Regions from separate parts of the Rattus norvegicus genome. Here region 1 is linked to region 2. Evidence: chromatin contacts called from public Hi-C data. All regions are on one chromosome and are shown on one strand. The core of a region is the stretch at or near the end of the contact, and the rest is flanking DNA. Distances in the headings are between cores, read along the strand shown.

What was found. Hi-C and Micro-C count contacts between places; a contact is called where the count stands out from the background.
Region 1: a Hi-C map of psoas muscle shows a contact between it and region 2, with 1.9 times the contacts expected there. The contact joins two enhancer-like sites. A contact is called at or near these places in 3 of 12 Hi-C or Micro-C datasets (kidney, liver and psoas muscle).

What each region holds. Positions count from the first base shown.
Region 1 is chr19:53,641,541-53,645,114 of GRCr8, reverse strand. The region is part of intron 3 of Zfhx3 (zinc finger homeobox 3); the gene reads right to left. Among named protein-coding and RNA genes, the nearest start is that of Zfhx3, 92 kb to the right of the region's middle. Within about 2 kb of position 2,229, at least 3 of the 93 cell types and tissues checked have an H3K27ac peak or open chromatin away from gene starts, as enhancers often do.
Region 2 is chr19:53,422,122-53,425,846 of GRCr8, reverse strand. It overlaps a transcript of Zfhx3 not described here. Among named protein-coding and RNA genes, the nearest start is that of Trnat-agu21, 60 kb to the left of the region's middle. Within about 2 kb of position 1,541, at least 4 of the 93 cell types and tissues checked have an H3K27ac peak or open chromatin away from gene starts, as enhancers often do.

The sequences.
Region 1 (3,574 bases), core at 980-3,479, 220 kb before region 2:
GCACCTGCAATGTGGGCTGTCCTGTCTGCCTGATTTAACCACATAACTGTGGAGCACATGGCTGTTCTAGAAGCCAGAGAAATATAATCGCTGAGCACGCATTCCCCTAACCATTAGAGACCACCCCTAAAATAGCAAATGCCATTCTCTAGATGGGAGAAGTTGGACCAGGCGGATGAGAAGCAAGCAGGGCCAGAGTTTCCCAACATTTTGCCAAATGATGGTTCCTTTCCTTCTTGGCTCCAGCTGGTGTCATGGCTCACTGACAGAATCGGACAGGGGGCTTGTAGCCTGCACTGGAAAATGGTTTGTCCAGAAATGGCATCCACACCCCCTAGACGCCAACTTCAAAAGAGAAACCATGGGATGGAGCTTCACACCTGTAATCCGGGCAGGCCTGAGGAGCATCTCTGCAAGGGTCCAGCCTGGGCTTCTTAAAGAGACCCAGCTTCTAAAAACTAATAAATAAAAGGCTCAAAGGGAACTTCTATAATATCCAGGGACTACTCTCAGAACGTTTAGTCTTAAAGATAAATGATGAACTATACAGGACAGGCCCCGTTAACATACTTTGGGACAGCTCCTCTCTGAGCCCCTGCGTATTTTAGAAAACAGCTCAAGATGGAGAGTTTGAAGAGAGCAACAAACCCAACACATTTCCCCTGAGCGTGCCAGAGAGAAAAGGAAAGGGAGCGAGGACCATGCTGCGCGCCCAGGACTTTGGATGCCTTCAACAGAGTGGAACCTTTGTGCCACTTCTTGCTACCTTGCCTCCATAAATGCACTCCAAACCAGTGGTTCTCAGCCTGTGCGTGCGTGCGTGCGTGCGTGCGGGTGCGTGGGTGCGTGGGGCGGGGGATGGGGGATGTTTACAGGCACATCCTTGCCCGGTCTCACACGCAGGACTCAGAGAACAGTTTGCACAGGCCTATTCTCTCCTCCTCCTCCTCCCGCACACTTCACAGGGATCAAACTTAGGTTGACAGGCTCGGCAGCAAGCCCCTTTACAGGCTCAGCCATCTCACCTGCCCCTAGGGGTATTAAGTAAAAGGAACGCGATGTCAGCCAACTCTTTCAAACTGCCTTCTGCGCATGCGCAAGAGAAAGAGCAGCTACCTGAAAGCTGGGTGGGATGGCTGAAACCCGTCATACCATCCGTGCAGAAGTGTGTGCAAGGAAATACTAATTCGGGGCCACCCTGGGCTTCAGAGCAAGATCTGGTCCCATAGGAAGCACAAATGTGTCACTGTGAGATGTCACTAGACTGGCCTGCCAGTAATTTTCTCTTTTCCTGCTGTATTTAAAAAAAAAAAAAAGTATCTTCATGATGACTACATCCTATTTGTATTACATTTACAGTAAAGTTAAAAAAAAAAAAAAGGAATCCATGGCTTGTAAATGTGTAACACTAGCCATGTAAGAAATAACACAGACTGCAGCAGAATATAGTGATGTTCTATCAGAATTTGCACTGTTCATGACTATGTATACAAAAAGGACTGGGGTGGGAGAGAAGGGAAGACTCCCTGAGAGCTCACGAGAGGGGCTGGGGAGGGCAGGGGAGGGCTGAGGAGGGCTGAGGAGGGCAGGGGAGGGCTGGGGAGGGCTGGGGAGGGCAGGGGAGGGCAGGGGAGGGCTGGGGAGGGCAGGGGAGGGCTGGGGAGGGCAGGGGAGGGCTGGGAGGGTAGGAGAGGGCTGGGAGGGTAGGGGAGGGCTGGGGAGGGCAGGGGAGGGCGGTGCCAACGTGGAGAACAAGAACGAATGGCAAGTGTTTCGGCTAATGGTGACATTACTGGTTTCCTCAACAAATGCAGGAGAGCCAGAGCCCTGCGTCTAACACAATTTCAGCTCCATTACGTGAGGCCTTAAGGGTAGAGCCAAAAGACAACACTAACTAGGGCTTCCCTGCCCAAGGCTGTGCCCAAGGCCATCCCCAGAATGACCTGGGCAGAGCCTGAGGGGAGGACATCCGACCACACAGGAGAACTTCCTGAGGGTACAAATGAAGGTGCCTGAGATGTTTCAGAAAGTGAGAGACCTTCCTAAGGGGTGACAACCACCCCCACTACACACCATTGGTGACACACTGGCCACAGGTCCCCACAGCAGGGATGATTTAACCCAGTCTGGGGCTGAGCCCTGCCCCGACAGAGGGCTGACCTTTTATCTCCCTAGAGGTCCCTGGGGCTGACAAGTGGTTGGAGGCTACCACAGCCTGTCTACCACAGCCAGCCTGGGATCCCTCCAGCATGGACTCCCAGCCAGGCGAGGAAGCCATGTCTAGCCAGCTCTGCTATCCATTGAGGGAAATGAACTTCTAAGCCCCAGCTGCTCCAGAGGAGGAGGCCAGAGAGAACAAAGGCACTAAAAATTCCCTCCAAACCTCTGGCCGCTCACACACACCCTATGAACCTCCTGAATGAGCACATCGTTTTCCTGGCTGAAGCCACCTCGGGTAAGCGGGAGTCAGCAGACATTTAACAGTCTACGTCATTGGCAAGCGCTGGTAGAAACTAGCTCCTGAGTCAAATCACCCATAAGCCCTCTGACACTTGTACTTCTGGGTGGAGGACAGGAGCTGCCCCAGAGGACTTATGCCCCTTGCTGTGGAACAAGGCAAAGGCCACCAGACCAGACAGCCCCCATGGGCATTAAGGGTGCGGCTGCCTTTTGAAGAGCCCTCTCTGCCCTGCCCACACACAGCGGACACACTACCCAGAGTGTGGCCGTCAAGGAAACCAAGGATGCGGACTTCGAGTGAAATTCTTATATTCTTCTGATTTGTCCATCCACCATGCAATGGCCTTATGAGACCCAAGGAGCACTTAAGGAGGAAGAAAGGCTGTCCTTCTGTCTGTCTGCACTGTGTAACACTTAGAAGAGGCAGGAGGGCTGACTGTAGGCTCACCACACGCCATGTGGGCTCACCTGGTATCATAAATCAGAGCCATGCCTTCCCTCCTATTTTAAGTCAATACGGGGGGCTTAGATGCCGGCATCTGATCTCACGAGCAGAGCTCGTGCAGCTCACACTGAACCCCGACACTGAGCTAGGTAGACAACCGTCCTTGCTATAATTTAAGATTATCATGAAACCTGGGGTCTTGGCCCAATCAAAGGCACCTCGGCTAGGAACGATTTGAGTAATGGGTTCTGGTGGGGTCTTAATCCGTCTGTTAAAGTCGATACTCTCTCACAGCCCGGCGGATTCTAAGAGTGGGCAGGTGTGCTTAGACTCCAACTGCCTTCCCGTACCCTTCCCTCTTCCCCGGGGAGAAAAGACCAAGTATTCCCCAGGGCTCATCATGGACACCCTACAATTGTGAAGGCAAGATACTCCCAGGAAAACCCAGGCTGACCCATGGATTCAGAATCTACTCACTCCTGGGAAGACAGAGCAGGGGACAAGTACTATCAGCATGAGCTGTTCCTGGTGTTAAGACAAACCACTGGCCCCTCACATCTCGTGAATGGGAGACATGGGAAGGTGGGAGGAAGTGGAGAAAAAGGCATCAATGGGTTTTGGAGCTCAGCCTGTTCCACAATGCACTTCCGTGATGGCTTAGAAAACTCA
Region 2 (3,725 bases), core at 292-2,791:
GACTGTGGTTATGCAACACTCACTCAGGGAGCATCAGGCAAAAGCATTGCATGACAAATGGGTTTCATGACAAACAAGGGCAGGGAGGATCATTTATGAGATGCCTGTTGATAGGAGATGAGTGTTGGGGATATGGTCTCTGGGAGGCCTCTGTGTGTGGTAGGACATTTTGTAGACTGTGTGAAGCTGCTGAACATGTTAACTGTGGGATGAGAACAGTCAACATCCAAATGCTACATGTGTGCAGACACAACCTAGGCGCCACCCAAGGCGAATGTGGCATTTTCTTTCCATGTAGGCATTGTGCTTTTGTCAAGCTAGAGTAAAGATCCCTTCCTCCTGTCTCTGGAGCCTGATATCTGTTTCTCAATGGTGCTGAGGTTTGGATTGATATGGATGAGTTTTAGGCAACCCTGATCTTGCCCTCAGAGCTGGGAAAAAAGAAAGGGGTGCAATGGCCCTCAACCAAGAGCGTACAGACCTCTGATTCTCAGCCTGTGGACTGCAACCCCTTTTGGGGGTTATCAATTAACCCTTTCACTAAGACCACTGGAAAGCACAGGTATTTCCATTACAATTCACAGCAGTAGCAAAATGACAGTTATGATGTAGCAATGGAAATGTCTTTATGGTTGGGATCACCACAACGTGAGGAACTGTATGAAAGGGTATCAGCAGTAGGAAGGTTGAGGACCACTGATGTAGATGCTCTGACTGGGCCTTGGAGGAAGCTGTGGTGCCTGCCTCACTCCTCTGGACTGCTTCCCTGTTCTTTTTTTGTTTTTAATATAAGGTCAGAGGCAAGAGCTAGGCTGTTTTTTTTTTTAAAGATATATTTATTTATTTTATGTATGTGAGTACACTGTAGCTGACTTCAGACACACCAGAAGAGGGCATCGGATCCCATTACAGATGGTTGTGAGCCACATGTGGTTGCTGGGAATTGAACTCATGACCTCTGGAAGAGCAGTCAGTGCTCTTAACTGCTGAGCCATCTCTCCAGCCCTGCTTCCCTGTTCTTAAAGATCTCAAAGTTGAGTTGCTATGAGCCACTGCTCTCTCGCTCATGCTTCTGGGTGAATTCCCTGACTGGGAGTGTCTCTGGGCCCATGTCTTTCCATCTGTCCAGAGGTGGTGGCACTGACAAGCAGAAGTCACATGTTTTAAGTTCTGGAAAATTCTGAACTGTCCTTCCACTATTTGTTGTTAGAAGTTGTGTTCAGAGCTGCTGAGCTTGGCTCCTCTGTCCCTCAGGACTTGTTCTGACTGGTTTCCAGGGTATGCTCATCCCCCACCCCCCTACCCCCTGGAAGCACACAGTGGGGATTGGCTAGCACTGGTTAGGTGTTTTCTCCAGCAGCTCACAGGGTGCTACCATCTTGTGTTGCTGCTCTTTGATACTCTGACCTGGAGCCCTTTAAATGAAAAACAGTTGCAGCAATTTCAAACTTCTGCCAGAGCACGAGTCTACAGGGACCTTGGGGATGAAGCCATGTGTCTGGGAAGAGGCCTGGTTTGTGTCCTTGGCTTTGACCGTCACTCCAGTCTGCAGGCATTGGCTTCTGGTCTTCCACAGTGGAGCATAGATTCTCTAAGGCGTGGCCAAGCCTTCCTCAGACTTGACCTGTGTCTTGTTCTGTCTGACACTGGAGGGTTCCCCACTGGCCAAATGGTGTTTTGATAAACTTTGCCAGGCCAGGCCTAGAAACAGAGGCCTAAACTTCCATTTTCAGAGTGACCAAAGGTCAGCACCTTGGCAGTGAGAAGCAGCCTCATAGCTACCAACAAGGCCGTCACAGACGACAAGAATTCACAGTTGGAAAGCCAAGCACCTATAGAAGATATCCCCAAACACACACACTTTTCCTGTCGACTGCAAGAGAGGGTTGTAGAACCAGAAACATTGACAATAAAATGAAGGATTGAGGATGAGCCAGTGAAATTACTATGTTTATGGACTGTTTTCTTTGAAACCAAGAGGTACCCTGCTGCTCTCCTCGCCCAAGGTGTGTGAGCGTGTGAGTGTGGGTGGTCAGTGGGCTCGGTCAGAGGGTAGAGTAGGGGCTAGGCTTACAGTGGGGGTGATGTCTCATTCACATGAGAAAAGTCTTCCTTCAGATATTTTCTCTGGCATTCCAGGGTGGGTTTTTTTTTTCTCTAGTTCTTCTGGAACATTTTAAACTATCTAGTATCTGTAACTAAAATATAAAATCCATCTGTGAGCGTGAGGAAGGAGGAGGACTTAATATCTGTGAAATCATCTCTGGGAGAAAAAGCTGTTAAGCTTAAATCTAAAAAGAAATAAATACATAAAAATAAAAATACTGTATCTAGTTCCTTAATCAAATTCAGATCAATATTCAACAAGTTACGCTGACAAGTGTTGATTGATTATCTCCTACCTGTGCTATCAGGAAACAGGGTTGGCAGGCTTGGAGGGTTTACGGAAAACATTGTAAGCAACGCTAAGGCATTTGTGCCATCTCTTACAGTGGATTTTTTATAAGAAGAGGTGTCTTGAGCCCAATTATGCTTCAGGAGGGACAGTACAAGCAATACCGAGGGCATACTGACAAGTGGGCTCCTCCCTGTCCTCCCGCTGCCCCTCTTCCGATTCCTGTGGTCCTCTTCTTCCTCCTCATTTTCTATTTTTCCTTAGGACAACTTCCTAGTCTACAAGATGTGGACAAAATTATCTGCTTAGAAAGTTATTGTAGGGTTTCCTGGGATGATATAAATGCTCAGGAGAGTACTAGGCACGCAATAGCTTCTCAACCAATGCTTTGTGGGTAAGCAAGCACTTCTCCAGTTTTCAGATAAAGTTTTCCTCCCTCCCTTCCTTCCTTCCTTCCTTCCTTCCTTCCTTCCTTCCTTCCTTCCTTCCTTCTTTCCTTCCTTCCTCCCTCCCTCCCTTCTTCCTTCCTTCCCTCCCTCCCTCTCTTCCTCCCTTCCTTCCTTCTTCCCTTCCTTCCTTCCTTTCTTCTTTCCTTCCTTTCATTTGTTCGTTTTAGAAAAATCACCCGACTGTTGAACATTTAGCCATCATAGGACTTGGCTTTGTCTCCTGAAGAAGAGAGCTTTTACTGCGGGCCCCTCTTTGCTCTTTCATGTGGACTATGCTTAAAAAACACCACTCACTTCCTGTACTGATAAAGCTGCTGCCTTAAAAAGAAGAGACCAAAGTCAAAACCTTAGGGGTTGGAAAGGCTGCTCAGTAGATAACAGTGTGTGTATTCTTCACATGCTCGGAGAACTGAATCCAGATCCCCAGCATCCACATCAAGAGCTAGACATGACTAACTTGTAACTCAGTTGTGGTGGAGGCAGGGGGATTACTGGGTCTGACTGGTTGGGAGAGACCTGGTCTCAGGGGAATAAGATGCAGAGAAACAGAGTAGAACAAATGGCATCTTCTAGTTTCTGAGTGTGTGAAAACACACACACACACACACACACACACACACACACACACACACACACACACACACACCCCATTGCTTCTACTCACATTTATAAGCAAGAGAAACAATGTCCATCTTCAAGCCTTTGCTGGGTAGGTATGTAATGGAAACTCAGAGATAGCCACACAGTTTCTATCTGTAAGCTCTCCATTCTCCATCCCCAGCGTGGGAGCCCTCTCTCTAATAAATACAGATACACTCATCGGAGGGCGGACACTCTTCCAGGTCTCAGATGGTCTGTGGGAGGGAAAGTGCTCCCAGCTC